Linked DNA regions of Zea mays: all the other regions are linked to region 1. A link is a contact called in public Hi-C data. All regions are on one chromosome and are shown on one strand. Each heading gives the region's core, a stretch centred on a gene start, on an enhancer-like site or on the middle of the called end of the contact. The rest is flanking DNA. Distances are from core to core; before and after follow the strand shown.

Region 1 (2,700 bases), core at 8-2,507:
CAGGTATTAAATTGAAATATTTGAGTTAATATTAATCAGTTTAATAATTATTTATAAAAAGTGTAGGTTATAATATAAATTAGATTAACTAGATTGCCTAGCTAATTAACATTTATTTAAACAAACAAATAATTGATTAATTATTTAATTAAAACATGTGGCATGGTTAAAACATTGTTATTACTATGTATGCAAAATTAATATAAACCTAACAATCTTTGAACAAATTTTAACAATTTATTTGACCTATAAGATATCGTATTTTTAATAAATTATGAGGGCTGCACAGAAATAAGTGACATGATAGCTTAGATTAGTTTGTTAAATGTGGAAAATGTTTGTTTATAAAGGCATGACTCAATTGCTGCAAACTTATCTGGATTGTACCTACTATTAAATTTATGTTGCATGACAGTCTTGTATGTAAAAGGGCATGTGGTGGTGGTTATCTATTAGGCGGGAAGTGCAAGCCTATCACGTGGAAAAGACCCATAACCTACCACCAACTTACCTTCCAACTAAGCCCTTCAATCTCACGTTGCTGTTGGACATCTTGTTTGTTTCGCATATTAACAATGAATAAGAGATCCAATCGACGAACCAAAAGCGCGGTGACAAAGCTCTCGCGGAGCCGGTCACGGCGATGTTCCGGGTTGCCCCGGAAGATGAATAGATGGAGAGAAATTCCTTGTCGGAGTTGTAGCTAGAGTTGGGGAGGAACTCAAACTTCGATGAGATGGTCATAGCGGCTTATGAGGCGGCGCTGTTGCGAGGCTATAGAGGAGATAAGTCTATGGTTAATGACTTGAGGTGTTATAGTAGCATGTATTTATATAGACAACGAGGTTGACAGTTACATGACAGATCTAATCTGGTAACCGTAACCTAATCCTATGATAATCCAACTCTGCTTATCTGTTTTGTGGAAAAGAACTGAAGGTGTGCTTCTTTGCGGTTGTTGGTGCTGGTAATATAAACCGGTGGCTGGGGCTTTTCAGCTCGCCTGCAGCTGATGCATTATGCATAGTGTATTCAAACATGGGCACATGGCCTATAATACTAGCGGGAACACAAAGGCCAACTAACTACGACGCGAGAACGGTCTATCAGTTTCAGAGCCCAAGAGTCCAAGACCAGGTGGTACGTTAACCGTTTGTCTGGCCCAGGTGCGGCCCTTTTCCTGAGTGTAATGGCAGGCAGCATTGAGCTGCAACTGCAACAGCTTGGAAGCAGTAAGCACGCATCGCCGCCCCCCATCTCCCCCGCACCGCGCACCTCTATGGCCGCCGGCGAAGGCGGAGGTGGGGACATCGGCGCCGACTCGGAGCGGCGCCTGCAAAAGGCTATGGATAAGCTCTACCACTTCCCCAAGCCCAAGTCGAGTAGCACCGGTGGCTCCAAGCCCTCTTCGTCGACCTCGGCTCCAAGGTTTTGCCCTAATCGTTTTTGCTCTCACCTCTTCTGTGCTTCTCTCTCCCTTATTTATTATGCGATTTGACGTACTCTTGATCTGATCTGATGCGGCAGCTCCGGGAGAGCGGTGGGGAAGGCAGCGGCGGAGGCAGCGAGGAGGTTCGGGGTGGTGCGCGGGTCGCGACTCCCGCATCAGATGTTGGCCATGGCAGCGATCTCGCCGCCACCGCCGTGCCGCCCCTGGGACCGCGCCGACCTCATGCGTCGTCTCGGGTCATTCAAAGCCATGACCTGGTTCGCCAAGCCCAAGGTACATTTTAGGCATGCCTACTTTTTGCTTGCACATGTTTACCCTTATAATGGATCAGTGGCATTCAGGTGGGCACTGGCCATTGGATTTGAGTTAGAATGTTTGGGGGGACTGAATGTAGTTTTTGGTTAAAGCACGTTAAAATGCAATTGAAAGTCTGGTAGCAGCGTGGAGCTAGAGCGAATTTGAGGGGGCTGCGCTTGCCCTGTGAGTGCATAGATTTTTACCATGGTTGTATTGTGTATATGGTGAAAATTTTAGCATAATCACTTTTTTTTGTCCTGTGGGTGTGCCCGCACCCGCTGCTATCTATAGTTCCGCCACTGTCTGGTAGTTCTGGAATTTTGTGGATGCTCGAGTTTGTGATGATGTATTATGCGTATGGTTTAGTTGCGTTCAGGTGAAGTATCTGCGGTTTGTAGTGGTGGTTGATAACTATTTGCTTTCTTCAGGTTATTAGTCCCGTTAACTGTGCAAGAAGAGGATGGACTAACATTGAGCCGGATGTTATAACATGTGAAGCTTGTGGGGCACGACTCCTGTTCTCCACTCCTTCCTCATGGACAACACAGCAAGGTCTGCATTTTATACTATGTTAACCTGTGCATTTCATCTCAAATGATGAGTCTATGATTGAAGACAATATTTTTTGTTATGGTGATGATTTGCGAATGATTATAGAACATCCCAGTTTTATCTGAAAGAGAGCGTATAGGCTATTACCTGCTTGATGTGATATTCCTGTTCATTCTTTATTTTTATTTATTGATGATGATGTGTTTTGTGCAGTTGAAAAGGCTGCTGCTGTTTTCAGCCTGAAGCTGGACTCTGGACATAAACTACTTTGCCCGTGGATTGATAACATATGTGATGAATCACTTGCTTTATTTCCACCAACACCTCCTCCTGTTTTAGTTGGGAACTACTATGAGCTTTTGTCCTCTCTGCTGCGACTTTTAGCACTCCCAAGAATTTCC
Region 2 (2,772 bases), core at 154-2,653, 270 kb before region 1:
AAGTGGCAAACATTATACAAACATACACATAGTCAGAAAGTCACAACTCAGGACCTTAAAAAATGAAACTATCCGATTGAAAATACATTGATAACAATTGAACACTAGAAAATAATATCACAAATCAAACTATGGAGCATATAACTAGCCATATAACTCTTATAATACAATAATAAAATCATCATATATTTAAATAAAACACTAGCAAGTCTAATAACATATGACTATAGAATCAAGATGTGTATGATGACATGACACTTGCAATTTTATCATCTCCTACTACTCGACATAGTCAATATAATTGATGTCCTCCTTATCTTTAAAGTTTCCATGCGAATTATAAATATATGTATGAAGAGTAATGATTGATAAGAAACTATAAATAAGAGTCACAATAGTTCAAACAACTCTAAACTATATATCATTAGATAGATCTTGATTTTAGAAAAATAACGAAATCAGTTTCATAATTTTCTAAGTTAAGATGAATTTACAAAGATTAGTTTAGATTTAATATTTTTTCTGAAAAAATACCGATTTCGGAAACGGGCAAAAGAGATCCAAACTATTTCTGTTTTTTTTTACCGATTTCATTTCCGTATTTTCGGTAACGGTTTCCGGTTTCGTATGACCCTAAATTTTGGTAAAGTTTCGAAAAAAAATATTTTAAGAACTGAAAATTAACGTTCCTGTTTTCATCCATACTAATGGCTCTTTACCGCTAAAATGTTGCCCACAATCATTGAGTAGGTTTAGACGTGAGAGCAAACAGTACAACATTACGATTCGCCCTTGCCCAAATTTACATGCCTTTTCCCTACGGAAACAACATAGAATCAAGTTGACGGGGTTACTTACATTGAAGTGGCCAAACTGATGGTAGCTGTAGATTTGGATGTATGTTTTCTATAAATTAGTCAAAATTGAGACAAAATAAACTGCAATTTAAAACTGAGGAAATAGTAAAAAAAAGGTGAAGAAGGGAGGAAGAGGAAATCAGAAGCAAAAAATGGGCAACTTTAGGCCCATTATCTCGATGGTCTCGTCGGAGTCCAGATATGTGATTGACGGATTGGATTGGGCCGTACATCTTGCATGAGAGTTCGCCAAGATTTCATTGTTTAACAAGAAGCGCGTGACAACAAAACCAAGCCTATCTCATCCACTCTTTTTTTCCCTTCCCACAATGGCAAGTGGCAGCTCCTGATTCGCTCTGGCCATTCCTACGTGGCACACACCAGGATTCTTGTGTGATAGGCCACTGGGTCCCACCCACCAGGTGCCACATCAGACGCCAAGCCATCCCGGCAGAACCAATCCCAGCCCAGCAACAGATGGTCTGCTATCCAGTTCCAACTGTATAAAAGCAGCTGCTGTGTTCTGTTAATGGCACAGCCATCACACGCACGCATACACAGCACAGAGTGAGGTAAGCATCCGAAAAAAGCTGTGATCTGATCGACATGGCCGCCGCCACCATGGCTCTCACCTCCCGCGCGCTCGTCGGCAAGCCGGCGACCAGCACCAGGGACGTCTTCGGCGAGGGGCGCATCACCATGCGCAAGACTGCTGGCAAGCCCAAGCCAGCGGCGTCCGGCAGCCCCTGGTACGGGGCCGACCGCGTCCTGTACCTGGGCCCGCTGTCCGGCCAGCCCCCAAGCTACCTGACCGGCGAGTTCCCCGGCGACTACGGCTGGGACACCGCGGGGCTGTCCGCCGACCCGGAGACTTTCGCCAAGAACCGCGAGCTGGAGGTGATCCACTGCCGCTGGGCCATGCTGGGCGCGCTCGGGTGCGTGTTCCCGGAGCTGCTCGCCCGCAACGGCGTCAAGTTCGGCGAGGCCGTGTGGTTCAAGGCCGGGTCCCAGATCTTCAGCGAGGGCGGGCTTGACTACCTCGGCAACCCGAGCCTGATCCACGCGCAGAGCATCCTGGCCATCTGGGCGTGCCAGGTGGTGCTCATGGGCGCCGTCGAGGGGTACCGCATCGCCGGTGGCCCGCTCGGGGAGGTGGTCGACCCGCTGTACCCCGGCGGCAGCTTCGACCCGCTCGGGCTCGCCGACGACCCGGAGGCGTTCGCGGAGCTCAAGGTCAAGGAGATCAAGAACGGCCGCCTCGCCATGTTCTCCATGTTCGGCTTCTTCGTGCAGGCCATCGTCACCGGCAAGGGTCCCGTTGAGAACCTCGCCGACCACCTCGCTGACCCTGTCAACAACAACGCCTGGGCCTACGCTACCAACTTCGTCCCCGGCAAGTGAGCGAGGGCATATACATACTTGTATGCGTGTACCGTAGACATACGTATTCGTATATGTACTGCAGGAGATGTACCAGTATTTGTGAAGAAGGGAGCATGGGCTCAGAGATTGTACCAGTAGTGTACGTATTTGCATGCATGCTTTGGTCCTTGTGGACATTATCAATGAAATATGCTGTAAATTATACATACGTCTTTAATAATGCATACTGTACATGATTTGCTCTGGCAATTAAGTCGGTGTTGTGATGAAGTGCAACAGAGTTCAGTGAGCACGTCCTACATCAAACACCAGGCAGCTGGACAGCAATAACCATGGCACACTGACAGTCTCTCTAGCAATGAATATCTGGTACATATATTTTATTATATACATGTTATATCAAAATTGATATACCTAAATATATAAAAAAAATATTATGTCATAAGAAAATTGATATAAACATAACTATAATGCATATCTAGGTATCTAGACATGATTAGATATGTAGATATGATGTATACCAATATAGCTT
Region 3 (2,700 bases), core at 50-2,549, 330 kb before region 1:
GCAATCAAACTCACTTGTAATTGAGGCAAGAGACACCAATCTTGTGGTGGTCCTTGTGGGAACTTTGTGTTCCAAGTGATTGAGAAGAGAAAGCTCACTCGATCCGTGGATCGTTTGAGAGAGGGAAGGGTTGAAAGAGACCCGGCCTTTGTGGCCTCCTCAACGGGGAGTAGGTTTGCAAGAACCGAACCTCGGTAAAACAAATCTCCGTGTCTCACTTGCTTATTCGCTTGGGATTTGTTTTGCGCCCTCTCTCGTGGACTCATTTCTTTATTACTAACGCTAACCCGGCTTGTAGTTGTGTTTATATTTGTAAATTTCAGTTTCGCCCTACTCACCCCCCTCTAGGCGACTTTCAAGGCTGAAATATTTGTCTTGGATAGATATATTGTAGCGCCATTTCCCAGATCGACATATATGCTTATAATGTGGTATTTGACCACGACTTATATATATGATGCTATTTAATTGAATTTAATAATTTAGTTAGACGTGACTTTTTATAGATATAACATATTGCATATTTCAAATATATATAAATATTGCATATTTCGGACTTCAGTATGCTTTTTGTATATTAGATTGTTTTGCTGTTGATTGTGTGAATACACATACATACCTTAATGTTTATAAATAAACAATAATTATATCAAAAAATAGTGCAGAGTGACGACTGCGCAGCTAACACCAGACCACACATACCTTAATGTTTATAAATAAACAATAATTATATTAAAAAATAGTGCAGAGTGAGCACTCGAACCTCCTCTGCCCCAAAAATTTGGGGCTAACCACTAGATTACACATATCTTAGTGTTTATAAATAAACAGTAATTATATTTGAATAAATATCTCAATATCTATTTATATGATATATAAAAATCGTAGCAAAGAAAAGACAACCGGCTAGTTTCAATTTAAGACACTAGTTTAAAAGCATTGTTAGAGATGCTCTTAGAACCCAACCCAAGCCCGGTTCACCCTGAGCTATCACCCATTTCAATGTCGATAGATTAGCCCATTTTAAACTGGACCACAGAAGCAGCTCAAGCCCAGTCCAATCGAACAAGCCAGAATCTCCCGCCCGCTAACTGACCATGCGGCTCCATTGGTCAGTGTCTCCCCGCCCGCCTCTCCCATCTTCAAAAACCACCCACGGCCCGTCCCCTCGACCTCCCCGAAACCCCACTTCTCGGATCGAGACTAGGGTTAGGGTTTCGTCACTCCCGCCCCGATTCGAACCAATCCGCCTAGGCCCCCGCCGCGCCATGGCCGCCGGTTCCATTGTGGTGGACTTCCCCTCCATGGGCGCCGCCCTCTGCTTCCCCAACCTCGAATCACTCCTCCGAGACTCCGCCTCGGGTTTCCTCTCCGCCGTCTCCGCCGCCCCGGCCCCCGGCGCCGCCGACCTCACCAACTTCCACCGCGTCTTCTCGCGCGTCCTCAGCACCTACTCAGACCCGCCGCTCGAGGTCGTCTGGTTCTTCTCCGCGCTCTCCTTCCACGACCGCCCTGACGACCTCCGCTCACTGCTCCAGCTCCTCTCCGCCTTCGCCGCTTCCTCGCCCGGGGCCGCCAAGCCGCTCGCCCTCCTCGCCCCCGTCGTCTCCGAGCTTTTCCACTCAGATAAGCCGCGCAGGGAGACCGAGGCCGTCGTCGAGGCTGTCCTCAGCTACATCAGCATCTGCAGCAGTCGCCCCGCCCCCTCTTCGACTGAAGGCACCACCGCCGACGCTGTGAGGCTGCTGCCGGCTTTCGGCGATCTTGTCAAGGTGTGGAGCGTGCGGCACTCGAGGGAGAGGTGCCCGTTCCAGGTGCTGTTCCCGCTCGCTGGTGACGAGGCCAGGCGGGAGCTCATGAAGGAAGGCTGCAGCGTTGACTACCTCGCTGGGGTGGTGCTGGTTGAGGCGTTCCTTCTCAGGCTCTGCCTCAAGGTGCAGAATGCAACAGGGGTGCCTCGCTCTGAGCTGCAGAAGGAGCTCAAGATCTGGGCAGTCAGCTCCATCCCGGTCTTCCAGAGCCACCAATTCTTCGGTAAGTGGATCATGGCCAAATTCTTATTCTTCCTTTTAGCATCACTTGTAGTGACTCGAGATTATGTTGGCATCTTTTTGCCCATGGATATAACAGGGGTCCTGCTGAACATGCTCTTGAACTCTCCGCTGCCTGTTTACTCTCTAGTGGTATGTGTTTCCTGACTAATGAGCAATTTGAGAGCATGACACAACAAGCTAGTATTATTATGGATTCACTGCTTATTAACAAAATTATAAGAGTATTAATTAAGCATTCACAAGGCATGTGGTAGTTGTATGGACCATAAAAATATTAACAAACATGGCAAATAGCTTATAAACTCATTTCATGAATTAAGAAACATGAGTCATGATCATGCTTTTTCATTACCTGTTCTGTAAACTAGTTATTTACCTTTGTGAAATAAGAAATGTGCAACTTGTTGCCTTGTTCTTCAACTGTGCTTGGAATCAGGAATCTTTCCTAATTTGTGGAAACTAAAGAGGAGAACAGAACGGTATATGACTATTGTGTATCGCAAAGCTGGTGTTACTATAGCATTTTGCTGTCATCATCTGCAAGGAGCATGATTTAAGATGGAGTTGTGTCTCATCTTTGTGATATGCAAACAGGTTGAAGCCTGAACTGTGGTTTGTCCTAGTATACCCTTTTGTTTCGGATCAT

What was found. A called contact is a pair of places that touch in the nucleus more often than the background predicts.
Region 2: a contact with region 1 is called in a Hi-C map of leaf, with 4 times the contacts expected there. The contact joins the promoter of LOC100274453 here to the promoter of LOC100273822 in region 1. A contact is called at or near these places in 6 of 25 Hi-C or Micro-C datasets (bundle sheath, leaf and tassel) and 1 of 3 datasets of contacts at active chromatin or transcription factors (leaf).
Region 3: a Hi-C map of ear shows a contact between it and region 1, with 2.2 times the contacts expected there. The contact joins the promoter of LOC100304181 here to the promoter of LOC100273822 in region 1. A contact is called at or near these places in 2 of 25 Hi-C or Micro-C datasets (ear and tassel).

What each region holds. Positions count from the first base shown.
Region 1 is chr8:145,633,038-145,635,737 of Zm-B73-REFERENCE-NAM-5.0, forward strand. LOC100273822 (putative C3HC zinc finger-like family protein) reads left to right here and starts at 1,258. Exons shown (of 7, transcript NM_001148221.1): 1 at 1,258-1,428; 2 at 1,528-1,723; 3 at 2,176-2,299; 4 at 2,513-2,700. The coding sequence starts at 1,280.
Region 2 is chr8:145,360,561-145,363,332 of Zm-B73-REFERENCE-NAM-5.0, forward strand. LOC100274453 (light harvesting chlorophyll a/b binding protein1) reads left to right here and starts at 1,404. Exons shown (of 1, transcript NM_001148812.1): 1 at 1,404-2,441. The coding sequence starts at 1,464. The coding sequence ends at 2,258.
Region 3 is chr8:145,304,187-145,306,886 of Zm-B73-REFERENCE-NAM-5.0, forward strand. LOC100304181 reads left to right here and starts at 1,300. Exons shown (of 5, transcript NM_001165636.1): 1 at 1,300-2,034; 2 at 2,131-2,183. The coding sequence starts at 1,305.